Regions from separate parts of the Sus scrofa genome. Here regions 2 and 3 are each linked to region 1. The links are chromatin contacts, called in public Hi-C maps. All regions are on one chromosome and are shown on one strand. Each heading gives the region's core, a stretch centred on a gene start, on an enhancer-like site or on the middle of the called end of the contact. The rest is flanking DNA. Distances are from core to core; before and after follow the strand shown. Region 1 holds the start of LOC100738280 (zinc finger protein 132-like). Region 2 overlaps LOC110261340 (a long non-coding RNA gene). Region 3 holds the start of ZNF8 (zinc finger protein 8).

What was found. A called contact is a pair of places that touch in the nucleus more often than the background predicts.
Region 2: a Hi-C map of omental adipose tissue shows a contact between it and region 1, with 1.6 times the contacts expected there. The contact joins the enhancer-like site here to the promoter of LOC100738280 in region 1. A contact is called at or near these places in 4 of 47 Hi-C or Micro-C datasets (epiblast stem cells, mesenchymal stem cells, omental adipose tissue and 1 more).
Region 3: a Hi-C map of heart right ventricle shows a contact between it and region 1, with 4 times the contacts expected there. The contact joins the promoter of ZNF8 here to the promoter of LOC100738280 in region 1. A contact is called at or near these places in 2 of 47 Hi-C or Micro-C datasets (epiblast stem cells and heart right ventricle).

What each region holds. Positions count from the first base shown.
Region 1 is chr6:63,024,725-63,028,489 of Sscrofa11.1, reverse strand. LOC100738280 (zinc finger protein 132-like) reads left to right here and starts at 1,911. Exons shown (of 5, transcript XM_013998920.2): 1 at 1,911-2,536; 2 at 2,639-3,055. The coding sequence starts at 3,041.
Region 2 is chr6:62,779,592-62,783,356 of Sscrofa11.1, reverse strand. All of the region lies in intron 1 of LOC110261340 (a long non-coding RNA gene), which reads left to right. Among named protein-coding and RNA genes, the nearest start is that of ZNF135, 27 kb to the right of the region's middle. Within about 2 kb of position 1,961, at least 44 of the 83 cell types and tissues checked have an H3K27ac peak or open chromatin away from gene starts, as enhancers often do. A contact at or near this core is called in omental adipose tissue and retroperitoneal adipose tissue, where this site is marked.
Region 3 is chr6:62,892,790-62,896,554 of Sscrofa11.1, reverse strand. It overlaps ZNF8 (zinc finger protein 8), which reads right to left and starts at 1,938. Exons shown (of 5, transcript XM_005664944.3): 1 at 1,701-1,938. The coding sequence starts at 1,766.

The DNA.
Region 1 (3,765 bases), core at 662-3,161:
GCACCGTAACGGGGAACTCCTCCATCTCATTTGTTATCTGAACACTTAAAATGCCCTTTATCCTCCACTTATATTCACTCTGCGGGAGCCAAGAAAATGCAGGGACTCAAAAAAAGGACCTTGCCTGATGGCAGAAAAACCTCCCTTTCTTAACCAAGAAAGGGAGCTCACCTGAACGGTACAAGCTGAAGGTGGGCTTTTGGTCAGGAAAAAAGCTCACCTGAATGGTGCATGCCGAAGGTGGGCCTCTGGTCAGGATGAAAGCCTGCCTGTACCGTACAAGCCGAGGGCAGGCCTCAGGTTACACAGCTCTTACTTTGATGTTGATGGGGAAGAATTAAGGCTTTCCTGGGAAAGCAATTTCCATGTTTGCACTGGAGAACACGGATTGTTTCTCGGGTGAGTCTTTCCTGCTATTTTATTTGTTATTCAATTTTTCTCAGTCTTTCCTGATTATTTACTTATTATTCTTATTTCCCATTCTTACTGTCCTGTGGTGATTTGTGATTTAACAAAATTACAACAATAATATAATAAGAATTTCATCCTGAGAGACTTTCCCCTATTTTAATCCAACTTAGTTAAAACATAGTGTTTATCTATTAATTAGTTATACAGTAAAATTTTAGAGTTAGGATTTTAATGAGGTTCATAGAAGTTAGACATATATCATTCTTGACCAAAAGACACCTAGCTATGAGTTATAGAAGCTTTTAAGTGATATCTAGTTAAGTTGGTTTATATTTTCTTACACTGTCTCCCTGCCATAACGCTTAAAGATAAGCACCAGTCTAAAAACAAGATTTGAGAATGCCAAATTCTTGTGTCTGTGAACTCTTCAAATTGTAAAGACTGGCTGGCCATGGGATGATTTGTAGTCGCCTCCTTTCCATGATGTATTGTACCTAATTGCCCTTAAATTGTACTCACTAAGTTTAGTTAAGATAGAGATCTTTAAACATGATGTATTGTACCTAATTGCCCCTAAATTGTACCCACTAAGTTTAGTTAAAACAAAGATCTTAAAACATGATGTATGGCTGCTATACCATGTAATAGTTGACCAATGTGCTTTTAACACTGTGATGTAATCTGTAGCAAAAAACTGTCTATATAATCAACCACTTATGCCAATAAAGTTTGAGCAGTCCAGCGCCCTGAAAGAAGGGACAAAGAGGCTGTCTCCGTAATTGTTCATTCGCGGACGCCGCATCCCTCTCCCATCGGGAAAAAGAGGACGCTCCCTGGCCGCCGGAGCGGGCCTCTGGCATCACTCTTCATATGTAATCGGAAACCCCATTGATTCCACCTTGAAAAATCTATCTGGAATCTGATTATTTCTCCTACTTCTATTCTGAACAGGCCACCCGGAAAATATCTGCAGCAGCAGCAGCCTCACCAAGCCGCATGCTTTCAGCCCCACCACAACCTCTCTCCCATCAGTGTGTACACACAAACCATCCACTAGGATAGTTTCAAAATCTTACCTAACTCAGATATTGGCCATCCATCTTCTGAAAATTTGCTATGGATCCCAGCACCCTCAGCCTGTCTATAGAAATAGGACTCCTCACGCTCTTGGTCCTTCGCGGTGGAGACATGAGAACTTTCCTAAGTGCTCTCAAGTTAGTCTCACCTCCGAGTCTTGCACATGCACATTCGTCCCCCTGCACCTTTCGCATGATATCATACTGGATTCTGAAATTAATACCGCCTACCTGAGAACGCTCTACCTGAACACCGAGTCCTGGGCTTAGTCGGGAACCTCGGGCACTGGGGCTCAGAGTCCGGCCAGGTGGAGGCCAGGAGACCCTGCCTCATCCGTGCTCAGTCGATCGGCTGGCTTATCACGTCCCCAGCCCAGCTATATGCTGGGTCATCACCTCGGTATGGTTGACTTTCGAACCAGGGTCTCCTGTTCCGAAAAGCAGATACAAAGCTAAAGACGACGACCCCTGAGTGGCCGCTGACACAGACGGGCTGTGACGGAGGCCGCGGCAAACACCCTCCCGCGGGGCCACTACCTGACAGCCCAGGACACAAGAGCTCGAGGAGCGGAGTGGAGTAGCCGGGACGTTCACTGCGGTCACAGGGCAGGAGGAGCACAGAAGTGGGGACTCCCAGGCTCTCGTACCTACCCCACTCGGACCTCCAAGGGCCCGAGAACCTCCTGAACCTCGTAGGCAGCCCAGTAACTAGGTCCCTTCGCCCCCTGCACATATAAAGGCAGGACACTGGAGCACCAATTCCACCCGGTAGGTCCCGCCTCTGCCTGCTCGGCAGCTCCGGAAACGCCCCTCCCCTAGGCTATCATTGGTCAGAAGCCTCAACCCGACCGGAAATACCCTTGTCCTGGGCTCTCATTGGTCAATACTGGCGCGGACGCTCTGCGACTACCCTTCTGGGTAGTGTGGTTCGTGCCACGTGAGCCCTTACGCGATGTGCGCCCTTCCTGATCACCCAGGCAACGACCAGGCGGCACTATGATTGGCTCAGGAAAAAGTGTCCTATTGGCTGCGACCCTTGATCCCATAAGGTGAGGGTTTGGGCGTTTCCGCGTGGGCAGCAAAGGATGGGACGGGACTTCCGGGGCCTCCATTGCAATCTTCGTTTTTGTAACTGATGGTGTTGTCCACAGACCGCCTTTGGGACTCACGGCGAACCGGGCTGGAGAGACGTGCTGGGGCCCTCACCGGGTCACTCGCTTTTACCCCAGCTGACGGCCCCTCCTTCCTGAGCCTCTGTTTTCCCAGAAGTGGTACGGGAGCAGAATCTCTGTTCCCGCCTTCGCCTCACATTTCTGAGAGGCAGTCCCCATTTCACACCGGGGAAGACTGAGGGCCTGAGTGCGACCATCAGCCTGTGATCAGTCCACCGTGTGTGTGTGTGTGTGTGTGTGTGTGTGTGTGTGTGTGTGAGACTATCAGCCTGTGATCAGCCCGTGTGTGTGTGTTGGGATGACCCGAGGGGCTCTTCCCGATCCCAGCTTCGCGCGGCCTCACCCTGCCCACAGGTTCTGACCGTGCCTGCCGCGTCCCTGATGGACCCAGAGCAGGTGAGTGGCGGGCGCGCCAGGTTCTCACCCACTGGTTTCCCCGCCCTCATGATCCTGTAACCCCTATTAGGGAATGGTGGTGTCGCGAACTCCGCCTGCTCATGAGTCTAGCATCCTGAAGCTGGGCCATAGATTATATGGGCAGGATCACATTAGATAAGGTTTGGAAAGGCGTCCTTGGCACAGGGATCAGCATGTACCAATTGCTGGGATGTGAGTATAAGGTGGAAGTGTTTAGGGAAACCACAGGTCTCCATTTAGTCTGGTGGAAATAAAGAGCAGGGGAACTGGAGGCAGGCCTGGAATGGCAAACTGAGGTACTGAGCCTCTAGTTTCAGAGTGTTGCAAGTCAAGGGAAGTCTGTAGCAGAGCTGGAAGGTGACTGGACTAGGGTCCTTGTCTCTTTTTGGTCATCCCCACAGCGTGTGGCTGTTCCTGGACTAGGAATCAAACCTGTGCCAGAGCAGTGACATCACTGGATCCTTAGGCCACCAGCGAAATCCGGGACTCAGGTCTTAACAGCTCCCTCTGAATGCTGAGTGGAGAAGAGCCTGGGAGATGGGGTGAGGCTGGAGTCAGGAAAGTCATCCAGGAGGTGACTGCAGTAGTCCAGGTGTGTTCTTTTTGTGGCTGGAGCAGAGGGGTGCCGGTGAAGGTAGAAGTAGTTGACTCCTGGATCTGCTTTTTAAGTAGGTGGGTTTCCTCATGCA
Region 2 (3,765 bases), core at 712-3,211, 250 kb after region 1:
CAAGCCTGGAAACCTCAATATGCTACAGGTGTGGCCATAAAAAGACACACACACACACACACACACACACACACACACACAAGTGTTCAAGGGAGTGCCCTGGTGGCCTAATGGGTTAAGGATCCAGCGTTGTCACTGCTGTGGCTGGGGTTCGATCCCTGACCCAGGAACTTTTGTAGGCCAAGGGTGCAGCCAAGAAAAACAAACAAAAATGTTCAGGGAGGAGTTCCCACCATGGCTCAGTGGTTAACGAACCCGACTAGGAACCATGAGGTTTCGGGTTTCATCCCTGGCCTTGCTCAGTGGGTTAAGGATCCGGCGTTGCCGTGAACTGTGGTGTAGGTTGCAGACACGGCTTGGATCCCACGTTGCTGTGGCTGTGGCGTAGTCTGGTGGCTATGGCTCCGATTAGACCCCTAACCTGGGAACCTCCATATGCCGCAGGTGCGGCCCTAGAAAAGACAAAAAGACAAAAAAAAAAAAATGTTCAGGGAAACATTTATTTATTTATTGGCCATGCCCGCAGTTCCTGGGCCAGGGATCCAACCGTCGCCAGAGCAGTGACCCAAGCTACAGCAGTGACAATGCCGGATCCTTAACCTACTAGGCCACCCAGGCATCTCCCAGGGAAACGTTTTAAAAAATTACACTTGATCTTAGCCAAAAGGCCGAGAAGCGATACGTTTTAAAAAATTAACTCACACAATTAGATCCTGCTGTATAGTGACTAGAACTATATCTAGTCACCTGTGATGGAACATGATGGAGAATAATGTGAGAAAAAGAATGTATATATATATGTATGACTGGGTCACTTTGCTCTACAGCAGAAATTGACAGAACATTGTAAATCAACTATAATAAAAATAAAAATCTTGAAAAAAGAAAATAAAAAATAATAAAATCAGCTCACAGAAGATGACAGCCTCATAAACTGCCACTTAGAAACTTCTGGAATGGGGAATTCCCATCGTGGTGCAGCAGAAATAAATCTGACTAGTATCCATGAGGATGTGATTCCATCCCTGGCCTCATTCTGTCAGAGATCCAGCGTTGCCATGAGCTGTGGCGTAGACTGCAGACGCGCTTGGCTCCCACGTAGCTGTGGCTGTGGCGTAGGGCGGCAGCTGTAGCTCCGATTCCACCTGTAGCTTGGGAACTACCATATGCTACAGGTGCGGCCCTAAAAAGCAAATAAAGTAAAATAAAACAATATAAAATAAAAACCAGAAAATTCTGGAATGGGAAGCAGTCTCCTGGCCCTGTCTACTGAGGATGCCTCTTTTGGGTTTCAGAGCACATCACTTACCACAGATGCTCCTCTTACATTTTCCTCCACTTTAGCGACTCCTGGAACCCCCAGCAGGGGTAGTCTTCGAATTCTGTCAGTTCCCTGCACATGCAGAGCCTCCTTTTTTGCCCCCACATCCCTGTCTCTGGGTGTCGTGTCCCCATCTCTATTTCTAGGGCTGCGGGTCTCTGTCGTCTCCTTGTTTCTGCTTCTCATCTTCCCTGCCTTCATCTTTAGGTCTTCTTTGCCAGGGACTCTGTCTTCCTCATTCTAGGTCTGTCTATTTCTGTCTGCCTCTGTCTGGCTCTCTCTCCACATAGGAGCTTCCCAGTCTCTGGATCTCCCCTTCTCTGAGTCCGACTTCGCCCCTTTGGCCGTCTCCATCTGTCAGTCTCCTTGTGTCTGTCCTCTGTATCTCGCTGTCTCTGGGATTCTGGGCTTCCTGGTCTCGCCATCGTTGGTGTGCGCGTCCTTTTGCGGGGTGGGGTGTCCTCACTTTTCCTTGCCACCTCTGCTCTGCGTTGCCCTCCTTCCTCCCCTGGTCCCTCGGCTCTTCTTGTTTACGTCGTTGCCATGGCATCAAGGACGGCTCAGGCGCCTGGAGGAAGGAGCGAGGGTCTCGCGAGGATAGCTCGGCCTTTAATTGGTTGTCCTCTCTGTCGTCGCGCCTTCGGCCCGCCCCCTTTTCCCCGCTGCCTTCTGGGAGTCGCGGGCTCCGCGCGCTCGCGCAGTCTGTCCCTACGCCTTGGGGCCGGAGGGTTTAACGATCTGACCCGCTGGCGCACGCGTCCGCGTTCGGAGGTGACGGGAGGGGCGGGGCAGGGGTCGGCCCTCGTCGGGGAGAGGCCAGGCATCACTTCCCGTGTGCCGTCGATGGGGAAGGGTCACGAGGCCCTAGATGTGTGTCCTGGGAGGGGGCTCGAGGGCTGAGTGTGCCCCTCATGGGCGCCCAGGTGGGAGCGGGGAGGCCCTGTGTTCGGGAGCAAGGGCCGTGCTTAGCCGTCCTGAGCAGCATCCTGGAATGGAGGTTGTCTCTGCCCTTGGGTCGCCCTGCCTTTCCCCCCAGTCACCCGCGTGGATTCGGTTTGAATGAGGTGCCTGCCTCTGCTCTGGGACCTCCTGGGTGGGCGAGGGAAACCCAGTCGTGGCAGGGCAAGGATGGCTCAGACGGCAGGGGGCTGTGGGGGCCGCTGAGAATTGTTTTTAAACCTTTATAAGAAACTTTCAAATGTATAGAAAAGGTCATAGAACTTCTGCATACCCTTTGTTCACGTTCACCTGTTGTTATATTTGTATCTGCCTCTCTCTCCCGTACCCTCCCTCTTCTCCCTTCCACCGCCCGTTATATATACACCTGTCTCTCAGCTAAGCTGGACATTTCCACCATCTTCACCTCCATACCAGGGTCTGGTCCCTGTTCCCCCGTCACCCCAACAACTTCCTGGAAACATGTCTACTCCTGGGCCCCAGCCAGCCCAGGGCCCCGTCTTCTTTGGCCTTGGGTCTGTGACTTCCTTGAGTTCCCAGTCTTGAGGAGGCATTTGGGGAGCCCAGGCCAGTTGTGAAGGATGTCTCTTGATTGTCTGCCTCTCCTCTTGAGTGGGTCCAGAGTGTGCATTTTTGGCAGAGACTGAGGAAGGCAGCTGAGATACTAAAGACACTCCCTTGCTCCATTTCTCATTCTAAAGGGACCCCTGCCCCCCTTATAGTGGGCGAGTCATCTCTGGGTGAGGCCAGGAGACCCTGTGAATACCCTGAGTCATCTGAGGTGGGAATGTGGAGAGAGGGGGCTCTGGGTGCAGCTAGGCCTGGAGGTGGGGGCCCTGTTTGAAGGCGATTTGTCTCCACCCTTTAGGATCCATTGGGGGTGGGGAGAGGCCTGGCTTGGCCCTGAACTCCCATTTGCTGCATTAATTTTCTTTCTTTTTTTTTTAAGTGCCACATCTGCCACATGTGGAAGTTCCCAGGCTAGGGGCTGAATTGGAGCTGTAGCCGCTGGCCTACACCACAGCCACAGCAACACGGGATCCGGGCCACATTTGCGACCTATACCATGGCTCACGGCTATGCCAGATCCTTAACCCACTGAGTGAGGCCAGGGATCGAACCCACATACTTATGGATACTAGTCGGATTTGTTTCTGCTGAGCCACGATGGGAACGCCCTGCCATATTGATATTTTTATTCCCTTAGATTTTATTCCCAAAACTGAAAATGCACAAACTCACCCAGCACCGCTGCCGCACAAACACAAAACCAGGCCCACTCAGAGAGCGGGCCAAGCCTAGCCCCTCGCTGGGTACCCATAGCTCAGGGACAGGGCAGCGGATCCCAGAGCCAGCCCCGGGCACACTCACTCTAGATTCCCACGTTTTGGGTGACTTTTCACACCTCCTACCTGGCTCTGTGTGTAGACCAGGCCATTTCCAGAAATGGGTGTAGGTTTTCCACTGAACCATTTCAGATTTTCAGT
Region 3 (3,765 bases), core at 689-3,188, 130 kb after region 1:
TGAAGGTTCCCAGGCCAGGGGTCTAATCAGAGCTACCAATGCCGGCCTACACCACAGCCACAGCAACGCAGGATCGGAGCCTCATCTGCAACTTACAACACAGGTCACGGCAACACCTGACCCTTAATCATTGAAAGAAGCCAGGGATTGAATCCACATCCTCATGGATCCTGGTCTGGTTCGTTAATCACTGAGCCATGAAGGGAACTCCCCTGTGTCCATTTTTGCATCCCTACCAAAAATCCTGTCCCATAGGTTATAGCCAGAATCCTACCCTTCATATCCAATCCCTCTTGATATCTTTCTTTCTTTTCTCTCTTTTTTTTTTTTTTTGTCTTTTTGCCTTTTCTAGGGCCGCTCCCTCGGCACATGGAGGTTCCCAGGCTAGGGGTCTAATCGGAGCTGCAGCCACCGGCCTACACCAGAGCCACAGCTGAACTCTGGATCTGAGCCATGTCTTGGACCTACACCACAGCTCATGGCAATGCCGGATCCGTAACCCATTGAGCAAGGCCAGGGATCGAACCCGTAACCTCATGGCTCCTTGTCAAATTCGTTAACCACTGCACTACGACAGGAACTCCCTTCTTGACATCTTCTCAAAGTCCTCATCCCTCAAAATACTCCAGGTAACATCCCATCACTTGGCCTGCTTAAGCAAGAATCCTGTTTCAGTTCAGTTCAGCAAGAATTACCCCCCAACCTCCTGTAAATCCCCACTTTTTCTTGTATTTGGAATTAAGCGCAGTTCTATACTGAAGTCTCTTTTCCCCTATTGCGACAGTTCCCGAACACATTCTGTTCTTACTGCTTTAACTGCTGTCCAGCTCTGGTGTTCTGTGACATGGCTCACTCCCTGCCCCCGACTCCCAGCCACAGCAAAGTAAACTAAGGCCCGGTTGCCTGTCTCATCAATCTGCAACAACACATCTCTCAACACGTGCACATCCGCATACCAAATCTGAAATAAATGCAAATCCCCATGGACAACAATAAAAAAAAAGTCCAGGCGCTTCAGGAATTACGACTTTCTTTAGGCTCCTGCCACGTGGAGAAAGCACTATGCGGAGAACACAGGCAGCGGACACTTTGTCCAGAAACGCTGGAGCTTCGAATCAGGCGCCTTCCCAGATGGCCTTCCGAACAGGCTGCCGAGAACTGCAGTCCCCGCCAGCCCTGCAGGAGCCCTGTATCGCTCCTGCCCCACAAACGCGGTGTGTGATCCCCTGTCCTCACCCCCGGAGACTGCGTCCCGGCCACAGGCTGGGGGCTTCGGGCAGCGGGGCTCTGTTTGGGGGTCGGTGGACTCCGCCCGCGGGAGCATCTCTACGCCAGTTTCTATTACCCTTCCGCAGAGCGGTCGGCCTTCGGGACCGGGGGAAGGGTGTCGAGGGGGCGAGCCTGGTCCTCAGGAACCACCCAAAGTCGCATCCTGGAACCGGAAGGCCAGAGGCCCGGGAAGCATGCGCACTCGAGGACTGGAAGGCCCGGGTTCGAAGCCCGACGCCCTTCTTAACCAGCTAGGTTGGTCCGAGCGCCCCAACCGGGGCTTCCGTCTCCCAGTATATCCAGGGGTTGGGGCTCTAACGCCCGACCCCGCTCCGTGCGCTGCGAGGGCTAAAGGGTCATTATCTGTGGTAGACGCCCTGCCCGGGCCCGCTGCCGTCGTTGTTATTGTTACTATTATTGTTACGGCCTACCTGAAGCCGTTCCTCCGGGGGACCCGTAGCCATCGCCAACGCCGCTGCTTCCTCCTCGGGGTCCATCCTGGGCAGACAGGTGAGGACAGGAACCCTTGGCGACTCCGAACCCAAGAGCCACCCCCCAACAAGGATTTGGGGAATCGCTGCCCGGGGACAATGGCGGCTGCGCGGGCGACGCTGCAAATACAGCTCCCAGAAGGCCGAGCGGCGCCAATGGAAACCTTCGTTCCTGGAGCCTTGACCAATGGGAGCTTCCTGGCGCATGCCCTTCGGCCAAGGGGGCTGTCCCGACTGCGGGCCAATGGGAGCATCCGCTCGCCGGCTTCCCGCCAATGGGAGCCTCAGGCGGGCGTGCAGCGGGACTGGTGGGTGGAGGTCCTCCGGAGTCGTTACGGTGTTGAGGTCTCAGATCTCCCAGCCCACCCTTCCTGGCAGCCTTGCTCTCGGGTGCCCCCGCGCCCATCTATCAAACACCGGATTGCACCCTGGAATGCGACCGCCCAGGTTGAAATTCCGGCCTGCCTTTCCCAGTTGGAAATGCACAGGAGACCTGGGGCTTTTTTTTTTTTTTTTTTTTTTTTGTCTTTTTGCCATTTCTTGGGCCGTTCCCGCGGCAAATGGAGATTCCCAGGCTAGGGGTCGAATCGGAGCTATAGCCGCCGGCCTACGCCAGAGCCACAGCAACGTGGGATCCGAGCCGCGTCTGTGACCTACACCACAGCTCACGGTAATACCGCATCCTTAACCCACTGAGCAAGGCCAGGGATAGAACCCGCAACCTCATGGTTCCTAGTCGGATTGCATTAGCCACTGAGCCACGACGGGAACTCCTGGGGCTTTTCTTGTTTCTCTCTGGCTCGTATACTGCCATTATGCTTAAAACATTTTTATGTTTCAAAATATAAGAACATTTTGTTAATAAAACCGGTTTTAAAGGGCTACCAACTGGGAGGGACACATTTTCTGAGCGCTGATCAACTTGTTTCTCTATTTGGGCTGTTCCCTTTGCAATGGGTCATTTCTGTGGGTCTGTTGGAGTCTATTAAAAAGTTGATTTGAGGAGTCCCCTTAGTGGTGCAACAGCAAGGAATCCGACTAGGAACCATGAGGTTGCCGGTTCTATCCCTGGAGTCGCTCAGTGGGTTGAGGATCCGGAATTGCCGTGAGCTGTGGTGTAGGTCACACAGACGTGGCTCCGATCCTGTGTTGCAGTTGCTGTGGTGTAGGCTGTCAGCTTCGATTGGACCCCTAGCCTGGGAACCTCTATATGCTGCAGGTGCAGCCCTAAAAAGCAAAAAAAAAAAGTTATTTGGGAGTTCCCCTTCATGCTGCAGCAGAAATGAATCCTACTAGGAACCACGAGGTTGCAGTTTCCACCTCTGGCCTCCCTCAGTGGGTTAAAGACCCTGGGTTGCCCCAACTAGGTCTCATATGCCACTTGAATCTCCCTGTGTTGTGGTTGTGGCCCTGGTGTAATAGGGCAATTCCAGCTCCCACTCGACCCTTGGCCTAGGAACTTGCATGTGCCACAGGTGCGGCCCTAAAAAGACCAAAAAAAAAAAAAAAGGTTTATTTGGAGTTCCCTGGTGGCTCAGTGAGTTAAGGATCCTTTGTTGTCAGTGGCTTGGGTCGCTGATGTGGCACAGGCTGGATCCTGGCACAGGAACTTCTGCATGCCATGGATGTGACCAAAAAAAAAAAAGGTTATTAGGAAAGAAGGAAAAGCAGATGTTCATCACAGGCAGTTGAACCAGTACAAATATTTACTTGACCATTTGCTGTATGCTAGGAACCAGGCACAGCAAAGCAAGGAATAGAGATACTCACCTGCCCCCATGGGGCTGCTGCTGTAGACACACAATAAACCACAAACACTACAAAGGGGTGAACGATCACAGTCACTGTGGACACTGGGCATCTGGCTTCCAAGGGGCCGCGATTTCCACACCCTCTTCCATCCCTGTTCTCTCTTTCTGCCCCAGTATCGCCCCACTCCAGTCCAGCGACCGGCTCTTCTCCCTGCTGGGCATCACCCCTGCCACCCCACCCAGGGCCCAACCCC